Regions from separate parts of the Mus musculus genome. Here regions 1, 2 and 3 are each linked to region 4. Evidence: chromatin contacts called from public ChIA-PET, HiChIP or PLAC-seq and Micro-C data. All regions are on one chromosome and are shown on one strand. The core of a region is the stretch at or near the end of the contact, and the rest is flanking DNA. Distances in the headings are between cores, read along the strand shown. Region 1 overlaps Phf21a (PHD finger protein 21A). Region 2 holds the start of Atg13 (autophagy related 13). Region 3 holds the start of Pex16 (peroxisomal biogenesis factor 16). Region 4 overlaps Creb3l1 (cAMP responsive element binding protein 3-like 1).

What was found. A called contact is a pair of places that touch in the nucleus more often than the background predicts. ChIA-PET counts read pairs in DNA pulled down with a chosen protein or histone mark. HiChIP or PLAC-seq counts read pairs in DNA pulled down with a chosen protein or histone mark.
Region 1: an H3K4me3 HiChIP or PLAC-seq map of forebrain shows a contact between it and region 4, with 2.7 times the contacts expected there. The contact joins two enhancer-like sites. A contact is called at or near these places in 1 of 15 datasets of contacts at CTCF or cohesin (the NIH/3T3 cell line), 6 of 484 Hi-C or Micro-C datasets (B cells, the Ba/F3 cell line, the C10 cell line and 3 more), 5 of 115 datasets of contacts at active chromatin or transcription factors (the NIH/3T3 cell line, embryonic forebrain, embryonic stem cells and 2 more) and 2 of 9 other capture datasets (adipose tissue and embryonic stem cells).
Region 2: a contact with region 4 is called in an RNA polymerase II ChIA-PET map of effector CD8 T cells, with 19 read pairs. The contact joins the promoter of Atg13 here to the enhancer-like site in region 4. A contact is called at or near these places in 1 of 39 promoter capture datasets (pre-B cells), 2 of 484 Hi-C or Micro-C datasets (muscle stem cells and natural killer cells), 4 of 115 datasets of contacts at active chromatin or transcription factors (the SCID.adh cell line, effector CD8 T cells, embryonic stem cells and 1 more) and 2 of 9 other capture datasets (adipose tissue and pancreatic islet).
Region 3: a contact with region 4 is called in a Micro-C map of embryonic stem cells, with 2.0 times the contacts expected there. The contact joins the promoter of Pex16 here to the enhancer-like site in region 4. A contact is called at or near these places in 20 of 39 promoter capture datasets (the 3T3-L1 cell line, 3T3-L1-derived adipocytes, the C10 cell line and 11 more), 1 of 15 datasets of contacts at CTCF or cohesin (the NIH/3T3 cell line), 12 of 484 Hi-C or Micro-C datasets (B cells, the G1E-ER4 cell line, the HPC-7 cell line and 4 more), 31 of 115 datasets of contacts at active chromatin or transcription factors (the 230-238 cell line, the SCID.adh cell line, Th17 cells and 17 more) and 3 of 9 other capture datasets (adipose tissue, embryonic stem cells and liver).

What each region holds. Positions count from the first base shown.
Region 1 is chr2:92,300,548-92,303,868 of GRCm38.p6, forward strand. All of the region lies in intron 6 of Phf21a (PHD finger protein 21A), which reads left to right. Among named protein-coding and RNA genes, the nearest start is that of Large2, 69 kb to the right of the region's middle. Within about 2 kb of position 1,519, at least 39 of the 459 cell types and tissues checked have an H3K27ac peak or open chromatin away from gene starts, as enhancers often do. A contact at or near this core is called in B cells, forebrain and stem cell-derived neural progenitor cells, where this site is marked.
Region 2 is chr2:91,708,642-91,712,019 of GRCm38.p6, forward strand. Atg13 (autophagy related 13) reads right to left here and starts at 1,951. Exons shown (of 17, transcript NM_001355419.1): 1 at 1,606-1,951. It overlaps Harbi1 (harbinger transposase derived 1), which reads left to right and starts at 2,211. Exons shown (of 3, transcript NM_178724.5): 1 at 2,211-2,610.
Region 3 is chr2:92,373,396-92,376,568 of GRCm38.p6, forward strand. Pex16 (peroxisomal biogenesis factor 16) reads left to right here and starts at 1,844. Exons shown (of 11, transcript NM_145122.2): 1 at 1,844-2,280; 2 at 2,476-2,511. The coding sequence starts at 2,169.
Region 4 is chr2:92,006,552-92,009,716 of GRCm38.p6, forward strand. All of the region lies in intron 1 of Creb3l1 (cAMP responsive element binding protein 3-like 1), which reads right to left. Among named protein-coding and RNA genes, the nearest start is that of Creb3l1, 16 kb to the right of the region's middle. Within about 2 kb of position 1,915, at least 358 of the 459 cell types and tissues checked have an H3K27ac peak or open chromatin away from gene starts, as enhancers often do. A contact at or near this core is called in the 230-238 cell line, 3T3-L1-derived adipocytes, B cells and 24 more, where this site is marked.

The DNA.
Region 1 (3,321 bases), core at 269-2,768, 290 kb after region 4:
GGTGATGTGAAAGAAGGGAATCCTGTTTGGCTCAAAAAAAAAAAAAATATATTGTCCCCCATAGTCCAAGCTATTTCCTGTGAGTATTACATAGAACTTTCTTAGTTCTCTGATTAAACAAAACCCTTCAGATACAGGTTTTTCTTTAAAAATAACAAATACCCTTGCTTTACAAAATGTTATGTTGAGGAAATTATTCTAGTCCTGCTTTATAATCTCACAATATTTCTAAACAGACTCATGCCATTTGGAAAGAAGTCATAGAAACAAACTGAGCAAAACAAGTTCAGATGCCTTTGAAGTCAGAGTCATAGCCTTAGTTAAATGTTTCAGCAGCAGACACGTCTGCGTGTAATTACTTAGCCTGTATATTAAGTTTAAAACAATAATACTATCCTGCGTGTAATTACTTAGCCTGTATATTAAGTATTAAAACAATAATACTATCGATCTACTTAATATTTAAAACACAGGGTACTTTGTTTTGAGGACTATATTTTCAATTTCAAATTGCAAATTTGGCTTTTGCAAAGAGACTTGAGTAAGTATACAAACCAGGAGCTCTGGGGTTTGTGTATGTATGTGTATGTACATGTGTGTATGTACATGTGTATACCCCCTGTGCTGAATCTGTTTGCAGGTTGTACACTTGATAAATTCCCTGGTGATTCTGTAAGGTTATGCAACCTGCCCACCTTGCCCCAGTGGTAAACTCTGTCCTGTAAATACATTCTTATTAACTTTGACTACAAAACATTTCCCACCTCAAATGTTTTGATGAGGTTACATGTTTTTTGTTTGTTTGTTTTTCAAAATGATACTTTTAAAAAGCCAAAAGTGTTCACTGGGGGTAACTCTCAAATCACAATTAATAAATACAAAGTGATAAATTACTGATAGGGAATAGTAATAAGTAAATTTCACAAAATGTAAATGTAGGCTACAAATTAATTTCTTTTTGCAGCACTGGCATCTTGTAATTATTTTGAGCTGTGAAGGCCAAATCCAATCGTGAGTATGGAGCAAAGGACAAATCACTCAGAGGAGGTTTACTCAGTGTTTAACCAGCCAGGTTGCAGTGACTCAAATCACTAATGAAATTCCTGTTATTTGGGAGGGATTAAAACAACAACAACAACAACAACAACCAACAAACAGGAAAGCATTAAGTGAGGTAGTAATTTTCCAGTCGTCAGTAGTCAGATGTTAATGAAAGCATTTACTCATGTAAACTGGAGTTTTATTTTTATATATTAGTTTTGCTGTCTTATTTGTTTGTACTAAAAATAGTTACTCTTTATATTTTCTTGTGAGATCCTTCAGAACCACTTCTAGAAATGGCATCATTTGCCATAAGTATTTTGTTTTCTCTCCATCTAGTTTTTATGAAGTAGTGCTAACTCTGCCTTAATTTGATTTGGCATTCCTGCAATTGAACATTTGTAAGTATCTTGTATTATGGCCCATCTGGGTTGTCATAGAAACCAAAGACCTCCATCCTCTTCCCTCTAGTTAAAAATGGAATGCAAACAGGGCTTCAAAGTGACGTTCTTCTAGTACGAGTGACAGCCCTGTGAAGTGCAGAACAGCAAGGTTGCTTGTTGGTTTTATTTTCCCATGGCCTATCCTTCCTGTTAATTCTGATACACGCAGCTTTCCTCTTGAGAAATCTGTGAGATACTAATAGAATTTTAAAAATATAAGCACCAGAAAGAGGAAAGAATGTAGTTAATTCCTTTCCTACTCTGCTAAAGAAGTGCAAAATTAGCAGTGTTTTGTCCTCCCTGGGTTACTGTCTGGTCTGTTGACACCACAGTCAGCGGTGCATGTCACAGAAGCACGAGCAGTTGCTACAGTTTTCAGTTTCCATTATTGTCCCATTATCTATTTCTGTGGTTATATCAATGTGGTTTTGTCTCATTAGAGCCTACAGCCTTGTGGGTTAAGTATACACCAATAATTTATTAGCATAGAAATTTATTAATATGCCAATACAGTGTCTTGTCATTGGACCTAGTGAGAAAACATTTTTATATCCACCTGAGACAAGATTTTGTTCCATAACCGAGGCTGGCCTACAGCTCCGTGCTTCTTCCTGTGGTTATAGGTGTGTCCCACATTGCCTGGAGCCTTATAGAATGTCTTATGGCCTCGTTCTACTAGGCAGGGTCCTTGACTGCGCTCTTAATGCTTTTCGACCTCATTCCCTTTAGCTTCTCTACCAGAACCAAGTGTAGCTCTAATTTTTCTCCTTAAATGCCTGATATGCTTCTAAAGCAACTGTGATAAGTAACTCCAATGCAAAATATATGTTTATTGTTGGTATTTGTTGAGTTATTGATGTGGCATTATTCAATTTAAAGTGTTGAATTCTCATTTTCTTTTTTTAAAACTTTGCTGTTTTTCAAGACAGGGTTTTGCTATGTAGTCCTGGCTTTCCCAGAACTCACTCTGTAGACCAGAGATCCACCTACCTCTGCCTCCTGAGTGCTGGCACCAGTGCCACCACCGCAGGCCTTAAATTTTCATCTTGACATAGTTTGGATGATAGGAAGCAGCACAAATCTGTAATGTGAAGTCAGCGATGGAGAACTGAGGACTAAGTGTGTACTCCAAGAGAAATGCTCACAAGGATGAATTTGAGTTGTCATTCTCATGGTGGAGCATGGGAAGCTTGGGGTCAATTCCAATCTCTTCTGTTTTTGAAAAGGACATTATAAAGCCTCAAATAGCATCTGTAGTCCCACATCTCAGCTGATAGCCAGTAGTCATTTTCAGCAGTAACTCAGGAAGTATTAGGACTATTACCCCATGTTAGTGAGAGACCTGTGAATCTCTGTGGGTGTGAGGAAGAGTATGATTCAGTTGCTCTCATCACTATAGATTAGAGAACACACTTTCTAAACAACTCTGTATTCCTTGCTGTGTACTGTAGAGGTGAATTCTTCATACCAAAACCATTGCTGCCATATTTACAGTTCACTTATTTACTGGTGCTTTTAGTTCTGTTTTGTTTGCAAGTTTGAGGCAACTGTGAGAGGGTTAAGGAGCTCAACTTTGTATCCAGTTTAAAAATTAGACTTTCTCTTAGATCATTGTTGCCATTTATCCATGCCTGTTTAATCAGACCAGAGATGTTAGTTGTTCAGCAAATGTCACATTGCCAGCAGCTTTGTGGAGGCCAGTGACTCCCTGAGCACATGGTGGGGCAGGTTTTCCTCAGAGCACACTGTAGGGCAGGCTTTCTTCTGAGCACTCTGTGTAGGACAGGCTTTCCTGTTCACACTGCATTGATCATTCCTGGGGAGAAAGGCAAAGCGC
Region 2 (3,378 bases), core at 701-3,200, 300 kb before region 4:
ATGGCCTTCAGAAGACTTTTCTTTTCTAAGATTTATTTATTATTATATGTAAGTACACTGTAGCTGTCTTCAGACACTCCATAAGAGTGCATCATGGTGTATTACAGATGGTTGTGAGCTGCCATGTGGTTGCTGGGATTTGAACTCAAGACCTCTGGAAGAGCAGTCAGTGCTCTTAACCACTGAGCCATTTCTCCAGCCCCGCAGAAGACTTTTCTAATAAGTTGCTCCAATGCACTCTACAGTTAAAAGCAGGCAGGTATTTAAAATGAATGTGAAAATAATTTTAATGAGTTATAAGCCTTTAAAAGATTTAAATTCAGTCTATAGTGTTTGGTATGGTAGTTCACACTTCTAGTATTCAGGAGGAAGAGATTCAGGAGTTCAAGGTCACCCAAAACTATATAAAGTGAAAACCAGCCTAGGCTATATAAATATCCTGTCTCAAAAACCTACAAGAGCAGATAGATAGATAGTGTTGTTTGGTTGTATTACATGCCTATAGCCCAGACCTGGGGAGTCAGAGGCAATAGGACTGCTAACAAGTTCAATACTAGCCTAGTCTACATAGTGAGTTCCAGGCCAACAAGTGTAATACACAAAAAGATCTTGTCTCAAAAAGCAGAGATTAATTGGTTGTGAATATAGCTCTGTAGTAGACTGAGCAGAGTGATAGGTTAAACCTCAAGTAAGAACACGTATGTGTTTGTGTATAGATATATAATTATTGTATACATATAAACATATACATATAAATAAATTTATACATATTTCATTAGGAGAATTTCAAAACTAGACATGATGGTATATGCTAGATAATCTCAACACTTACGATGCCGGGAAAGGAGGATCAGTAACTCAAGGCAAACAAACCCTGGCTGCATAGGTGAACCCTGTTTCCAACTATCCCAACCTAGGCCTGTGACAGCCTGCGTCGGTATTCTCAGCTCCTCAGGAGGCTGAGTGAAGAAGATAACTGAAGCACAGGAGTTTAAGGCCAACCTGGGCTACGGGCTACCACCGAAGTGGGGAGGGGGGAGCCAACAAAGGAATGTTACCTTGAGGATAGATTGAGCAGATTAACTAGGAAAAAAGTGAATGAGAGATTTACAACCCAAGAAGGTGCTTAGCCACTTAATTCAGAGATTTAATGAGAATAGGTTTTCGCAGGTTATTCCACTGCCAGTAAGAACATAGTCCCCTTTTTCACTAGTCAAGTCACCCTCACTTACAGGAGGACTTCATACTTGGCATTAAAAATTTTTTTTGATTGACTGAAAACTTACCTAACCTACCTTGATACCCAACACCGGAGTTACGGCCCTACAAATGTTCTCCAATAGATCTTTTTGACATAACTCAAAGAGACAATAAAGTAGCAAGAAAATTTCGGGGGATGTCTGTAACGGTTGGGACGCCTCAAGAGCCAACAGGGTCTACACCAACCCAACTTCTCGTAGAAAACATAATCAGGGGATTATGGAACTGAACCTCGGTTGCTTGGCTTGGGCGTCCCCAAGGTGGTGGCCAAGGGAACACAGATCAGTGACCTCCCACTCGGGGGCGCTGAAAGATCCGGGGGTTATTACCCTCAAAAGTGAGTACCTGCGAAGCTACGGCACAGAGAGTGGCTCCGGGCTCTCATTCCGGAGGCCGGGGCCTGGGGCCGGCCAACTGCACCTCCCAGCAGAGGGTTCCGCGCTCCCGGGCGGTAGTGACAGCACAGGTCGCAGAGAGATATCTCACGCTAACGAGGCTCCGGGATCCCAGAACTGAAAAAGCTGTCGGACTGGTGTGGACTGGTTTTTCTCAGAGCTTCCCCTTCACACGTCAAACGATCTCTCCCGCCCTAAGCCAGCAACCAGTCGCTGCCCGGCGCCGCCATCCTTAGTGTTTGTTTTCATCCGCTTCAGTGCAGGCGGTGGGGAGGTAGAGCGCTACGGAGGAAATGCAGCTGCCTAAATTCAGCTGCACTTTCGCTACACCACAAACGACCTATTTAATATTTCTGTACATCAGAGTCTTCAAGAAAGGCGGCTTATTTCCAGAAATAAATCATATGATTAATTTTAAAGCCTTTTAGGAGAAAAAAAAGGGTTTGGGAAGGAATTTAGGGAGTTGGAGACTGGGCTTCGTGTAGAATGTACGGAAGCGAAGCGCAGGCCGCGGTGGCCGAGGTGCTGATGACGCGGCGTGGGGCGGGCGCTGACGCGGAAGGGGAGGTGCGGCTGTTGCGCACCGTGGCGGCTTGTGTGCGGCCGTGGGTTCCGGAGGCGGGCCTTCTTCGGCCCCGAGGGTGGAGAGTGCTCCGGTTAATCCGGTAGCTACGGAAAGGTGGCGATCAGCGTTCGGTTATTCTGGGTCGAGCAGCCAGACTTTGGTTATCTTACTATTTTTGAGACAAGGTCTCGCTGTGTAACTCAGGTTAGCTTTGAACGTAATGTAGCTCCAGCAGGCATGGAGCACGCGGCGATGCTACCCAGTTTCCAGAATGCTAACATTACAGGCTGGACCAGCCTTAGGAGCTTTTTGTTTTGTTTTACTTTGTTTTGACTGGTGCTCGTAGTCCACGCTTGCCTCGCACATGATCTTCTGGTCTACACTTCCCAAGTACAGTGAGCCCATTCCTGGCTGGGGCATCTTTACTTACACGGCTTTTAAAGGAATAAACTTTTTAAATACATTTATGTTTTGGAGGCGGGCGTGATGTGGCAAGGGTGTTGGACGATTCTTTCTTTCCACCATATGGATCTCAGATAGCCAACTAATTTATTTCACCAGGCTTCACAGGCAAACCCTGTGCCCTCGGAGCCATCTTTGTCCCTTAATACTGTTTTGAAAGCGGGTTGAAAAGTGGCCTCGGTGTTCCAGACCTACCTGGTTCACTTAGCTTTTTCCTCCTTTCCTTCCTTTTATACTCTTCCTTCCTTTCTAGCCTAAAGCTTCGGGATTTGGGTCTCTTGAGATGAAGGGAAAGCCTGTTACAGCAGACAGTGTAGGTCCCCAGGCAGGGCCACAGACTGTCTTTCTTCCTTTCTCCCCCCCCCCCACCCCCCCTTTGTTCTACATCTCTAGTTGGACTGGTTTGAGCACTCCCTCATCTGTGGAGCCATAGGGCTTTGCAAAACAAACCTCTGAGTAACCCTTAAGGTGTTTTCAACTTGTCAGCTGTCTCCTGGTTGCCACAGACCTCTTTTACCTTGTAAATTGTTTGTTCTCATGTGTTGTTCTCAGTTGAAATGCCAGGCAGTAGATGAGCCACTGGGATTGAACTCTTATTGTCTGCAAATTAGATCAAGTTTGTCATACAATAGTGAGTCAGTGGAGATAAATCTAGAGTTAACAAGTGAATGGCTGAAAAAGGTGTAGGTTTTGAGT
Region 3 (3,173 bases), core at 594-3,093, 370 kb after region 4:
TGGGCTTCATCTGTGTAAGAATTCCCACCAATCGGACAGGGTTGACTATGACTTACTTTCTCATGGCTGTGACAAAAGAAACACCTGGCAGAGTAAGCTTAAGTGGGTATTTATTTTGGTTCACAGTTACAGGGTACAATGCATCCTAGCGGGGAAGCCGTAGTTTCCTAAGCCAGAGGCAGCTGGCCACATTGTAGCCACAGTCCGGAAACAACAGGAAGACAGCGCAGGTGCTCGGCTTGCTTTCTCTTTCCTTCAGCTCAGGACTCTAATCCAAGCGATAAGGATACAAACATCCAGACCGAGGCCCCTAGATTCAGTGTTTCTGGGAATACAACCATGGATGTGTTGCCATAAACTCGGAGCTTTGTTGCTACAGCGATTCCAAACCCACCAAGCCATCAACGAAGATCGAGCCATCACAATTGCCAGTAGGGTGAGGAGCACGTGAGGCCTCAGGACAGGGTGAAAAACGACTTCCACAGTTCCCATACCAGACTCTTCTGAGGCTCACCGCACCTTTCCTTGAATCTTTGCTGGCACGAGTGGTTGGCAACAATGGGAGCCTGGCTCCACATGGATCAAAGAAAGGGAAGGAAGTGGTGGCATGTTGGGACACTTCATTCCCTGTGCCTTAAATTCCTGGTGAGTGTGCTGCTTAAACCGCCTGGTTCTGGCTCAGGCTATTGGTTTTTCGAGACAGGGTTTCTCTGTGTACCTCTGGTTGTCCTGGAACTCACTTTGTAGACCAGGCTGGCCTCGAACTCAGAAATCTGCCTGCCTCTGCTTCCGCCTCCGCCTCCGAAGTGCTGGGATTAAGGTGTGTGCCACCACTGCCCGGTTAAACGAGCATTTCTTAACTCCTGAATCCATCTTTCCAGCTCTCTAATGAGAATTTTTATTAGTGTTTTATTAATTGTACAAAACAATGTGCTTTGTCTCTTGTGCTGGCACATGCCTTTAATCCCGGCACTTGGGAGGCAGACGTAGGCAGATCTCTATGCATTTGAGGCCAGCCAGGGGTTCACAGTGAGATCCTGTCTCAAAACATGCAAACTAAAATAATGAGCTTCATTATGACATTTTCGTACATGCACGTAATATAGTGGATGGGCGTAACGGCATATTCTGTCCTTGTCTAAAGATAATATCTGGTAGGGTATTAAATGTATTACAATTCTTTATATACCATAAATTCGCGGGCGGAGTCCGCAATGGCGCAGATTTGCCAAGCCCCCTCTTCCCACAGCCAATCAACTGCCTCCCAGGAACGGTTCCCTCCCTCCACTTCTGCAGCACCTTGACAGCATTGCAGCTCAGTTCATGAATGGAGCCATAGGAGTTTCCACCAACTCTTGGAGGCCAGCTTAGAACCTGGAAGTGCATCCAAGGGCCGGAAAACGCTGGGATTCATTCCGAGTTCAAGGTCCAAGTCGGGCCCAAATAATTTTGTAGATGAGGAAACCCGAGGTGCAGATCGGGGAAGCTAATGCGCAGGGTCGTCCCTAAACGGAGAGCAGAGGGATAGGCCAGGGTATTCTCCAAGGAGGGAGTCATCGGGTACGGGTTTTGGGGGTCCATGTGTTCTGAAGAAACTGGAGCCGAAGCCACTGTTCTAAATCTGCTGGTTAGGCTTGCCCCAGCAAAAACCCGGCACTGGCTTTTGTGAAAAACTCGAGACTGGCGGCTGCTGAGACCTATTTACGACAATTTCAAGGTTCCCTGTGCCTTAAATCCCAAACTCTTTGCTTCCCGACCCTCCCGTTCGAGCTCTCGGCGATCTTCTGAGAAAGTCTGAGGCTCCTTAGTACCTTCTCTAGTATGAACTGTTCAGCCTGCCCGCAAGTTGTAACTACGCAGGCGCCAAGACAGCCAACCAAGGAGGCTGCAGATCGGGTGCCAGAAGCTCTAGAGAGCTTCAGGGCGGAGAGAGAAGGAGCCAATGGCTGGAAGGAGGGAGGGTGGGAGCTCCCGGTCTCGGGGAGGAGGCGCTAGAGATGGGGTGAAGGGGCGTTCAGGGGCTCCGCGGGTCTAAGTCCTCCTGGGCTGCGGAAGTTGAGCAACCGGGAGGCGGGCTTAGGGCCGGAAGCAGGAAGGAGGGCTCAGGACGCAGGGCGCCGCTGCCAGCCTTGCTGTCGGCCGGTGGGACTGTCAGTGGCCAGAGCAGGATGGAGAAGCTACGGCTCCTGAGCCTCCGCTACCAGGAGTATGTGACTCGTCATCCAGCCGCCACGGCCCAGTTGGAGACGGCTGTGCGGGGCCTCAGTTACCTGCTGGCAGGTGCCACACTGACCTTTGACCCATTTCTTGGGGACTCTGACCCAGGAACCCTATGGCTCTTTGCCTGCTGACCCAGGGTAGTGGTCGCGGTGCTTCAGTTCTGTCTGGGTTCCTGTGGCGTAGAGGAAACTAGAGAACCCAAAGCCGCAGGGTAAAACAGACGCTCACCAACGCCTTCTATACCTTCTTCCCTAGGTCGCTTCTCCGATTCACACGAGCTGTCTGAACTGGGTAAGTTGGACTCTGGGCTGGGGAGGGAGAAGGCTTCCAGCGGAACCTTGATTGAAGGTCCTGAGCTTCCCTCTAGATCAGCTGTCCATCGCCCAAGACAGTTGGTGTCCCCAGAGTTGGGCGACCTGTGAGGGCTCTGACTGGCTTCTCACTCCTGGTTTTGCTTAGGATTAAGCAACTTTCCTGACCTTGCTAGTTCATCAGACCTATGAGTATGAGAAGGGCACTGTTGTTCTGTCTAGCTGAAGGAATACAAGTTCAGAAAAGTCCTTGATGTCAGGACCAGTGTTCAAGTGCCCCCACCTCCCTGCTGTAAGGGCTCTGTTTGCTTAGTGGGGGTAGTGAAGATCATGAAAGGATGAGGGGGATTTTGAAAGGTAGGTGTGATGTAGTCCTTCAGGGGGGACCATCTGAAGAGAGCAAAGATGAGTTGGTGGGACCACACATTTGGCTGTTTGGAACATGACAGGCAGTTTTGAGCAGCTCAGTAACCAGTGCTGTCCAGCAGAGCAAGGGCTGGCTTGTCACTCCAATCAGCTCATTTCTTACTGGCTCAGATGTCATCATGGAGAGAATGGGGCTCTGAGGTAGTGGGCGGAGAGGCTTGTTGGTTTCCACACAGTCTGTGGGTAGCTGTGATCGGTAGGGCTCTGGGGTAAGGG
Region 4 (3,165 bases), core at 665-3,164:
CATTCTAGGCAGTAGCCCTTACCTACTGAGCCACGCCCCCAGCCCTTGCACCCGTTTATTACACCCCAAGGAGCAAAGGCATTGCTTTACATTTGATGGGCAGGGCAAACAGAGCCAGACAAAGCCAGAACGTGCCCATGGTCCCTCAATACCCAGACCTTCCCCTGCCACCACACCACACACCTCTCTGTTTGGGACTCGCCTGGCTGATGCCAGACTATATTCCTGGAGACAAGTCTATGCTTTGTTCACCTGCTAGCCACTCATTCAGTAGCGGTGCAGGGGTAGGGCCTTGCATCTCAGAGTAAGGCCACTAGTGTTTTAGCTGTTCAGTAGAGTCTGGGCAGTGCCGTACAAAGAGCTCAGGGTCTGAACAAGTCTCTAGAACAACTGAGAACCTAGACAGAAACGCTTTAGGGATGTATGATCCATTCTAACGACCATCATCCCAGGCCATGATTGAGAGGTTCACATCCGCAGCAGAACCAGGCCATCCCACCTGGGGGCGCTTCCTTCCAGCCGAACTCGGGGATTGGGATGCGGTGATGGTGGTGGTGGGGCGCTCTCCAAGGCTGCGGTGGGGCCCAGGGGAGGGGGTTGCACAGAGCTGGAAGAGCCATGAGTCAGCGGCCACGGTATTTCTCCAGCAGCTGCTCCGCAGGCGATAAGAGTTTGCCAACCCCCTTCCCGGGGGCCTGGGAGAGAAGAGCCAGCCCCCTCCAGCCTGGGTTAGGGGTCCCTGAAGGTTTTCCAGTTTTAGGAAAATAAGCGAGGACCCTCTTTGGGGGTGCCCGAATGAACTTGCTAGGGGGCCTCAAATGGCCGGGTGTTGTGAGACACCCCCCACCCCACCTGCTAGAAACAACAGCCAACGCTCAGCAGGCTGGGAGCGGTGGGAGCCAAGTGGAAGAAGAGGGCGGCCAAGGGGCAGGCAGGGTGGGGTAGAGGAGCTCCCGCGCTCATTCCTCCCTGTCCCAGGTTCCTGGAGTGCTGGGTGGATGGTGGTCCTGTCACATAGCACCTAGACGCATCAGCCTCTCATGGGAGCATTGCCACCAGTAGCTGCTCACTGAATAATGTAGCCTACTTCCATCTGATGTCTGGCATTGAGCCGGCATCTCAGTTATGCTGTGAGACAGCAGGAACCCGAGAAAGTCAGTGGTCTATGCCCCTCAACTCATTTGCTAACAAGAAAGCTAAAATCCAGAAAGAGCAAGCCATTTACCCACAGTCACAAGGCGTGTCACTAGTATTTCGGATGGGGTTCTCCGCAGCTCTGGGATTGAACTGAGGGTAAGGAGGTTTCCCTTATGTTCTATACCCACCTCCCTCCATCCCCGTAAAGCTCACTCTAGAGATTTCAAACCTCCCCATCTCTGGCCCTGGTCGCTCTCGCCCGCTATAGAGCCTTCCTCCAGCTCACACAGACACACAAGAATCATATTTAGGCTGTCTGATGGAAATAGGGGGTGGCGCTGGGGGGCGGGGGAGGGGGGAGGAAGGCCGGTGGCCAGGAGTTCACAGAAGGCTCACGCCAGCGTTTGAGGGGGCGGGGTGTTCTGTTAGGGTGGGCAGTCTTGGGGGGGGTGCCATTCCGTACAGGCAACGGGGGTGGGAAGCCAGAGAAGGAGGCACTGGAGATATTTCCCTCCTCCTTAAAGACTTTTTCCTACACTTGTGCCAATATCAGCTCTTTCTCGGCCGCCACGGGCAACAGGCGCCGGTTCCACTCCCTGGAAGGAGAGGTCCCCAGACCTCCGGCTCTCAGGCCGGCACCCTGCCTCCCCGGCTGCTGCTTCTCTCCTTGGCGCTACAGCTCAGCCGCCCGCCCTTTAAATTTTAGGGGTGGAGGGAGCCCTGCTCGCTCAGTGCTGCAGTTACGTGGCTTAATCGGCCTCTTGGGCCCCGCCCCTCCCAGGAATCCCGCTTGCCATTGGTGAGAGCAGAGAAGCTCCTGGCCAATGATAGGAGGCTGCGAGCCACCGCCCGCCTGACCAGGAACGCGGTTGCGCAGAGTAGGATCCTAGACCTGGAAGCTTGCTACACGGGGGAGGGGGGATATAATCAGTTCTTAGTTTGTGTCTGGGGCAGAGCTGAGATGGCAATTCCACGACCCTAATCAGTCGTGTGGCCACTCGCGATGATAGGCGAACGGAGAGAGAGCAACTCACTTCCAGCTCTGCCCCTCCGCTCCTTCCAGTAATCTTACCATGGGGTGGCACGAATGGAGCCCCAGCCAGCCCCTCGTGTGAGAGGAGACGTTCCCAGGGTTGTACAGACTGAGCTCTTTCTTTCCTTAACCCTTGCAAAGGGGTCACTGCAGACAGTGAAAATATCTGGACGCAGCGGTCAGCTGTGGTATACGTACAAGCAGCCACTGTGCATCTCTTTCCCCTAGACCTGGACCTGGTTCTCTGATGCCTGCACTGGTGCTCTGGTTTCTGCACCAAACCCTGATCCAGAGAGATTCAGCCCGTGCTGCGTGGGAGAGACCTAAGTTGGTCCAGACTGAGATGTGGGATCAGGGGTGGGGGAAATCCCCTGCGAACTTTCCTTCTGAGAAAATAAGCTCTGGGAAGAGATGGGAGGGGAATCCTCTCACATTTCCCTCGTTCTTTTCCCAGGGAGGGCAGCAGACGCCTCTTGTCCCCTAACACACTGACCCACACATTCCCGGACGGTTACTTGCCTAGTGATCACTAGATAATTGCCTCCATTTCAAGCCCAAAGGCCACTGCTGTGAGTCACTGCTGTGTCCAGTGTGGGTGGGAGTTGGGTGAGGGAAACTTAAGACTGCCCAGAGATATGGGCTTCTGGGTCCCCAGTTGTCAGTAGATCTCCTTGTCCTTAAACATCACCATCCAGGTATTTGGGGGCCCTAAGAGACTAAGAACTTGTCTTCTAGAGACAGGCTCTTGGCTGCCTGACGAAAGGGCATAGATACTGAACCAGAACTCAGGAGGCCCCAGATGGAGAGCCCTACTTGGCTCTGCTCTGAGGTCCAGGCATGGTCAGGTGGTGTGCCCAGGTTTCTCCTGGGTTACTGTTTGTGTTCCCCCTGAATTGAGCGGTCAGGGTCAGAAGTCAGCTCCTTCTTTGTTTAGCCTTTCTGGACCTAGAAGGGATAAAGTCTTCCTAGAGCCCTCCTGGCAGGTGTGGGAGTTA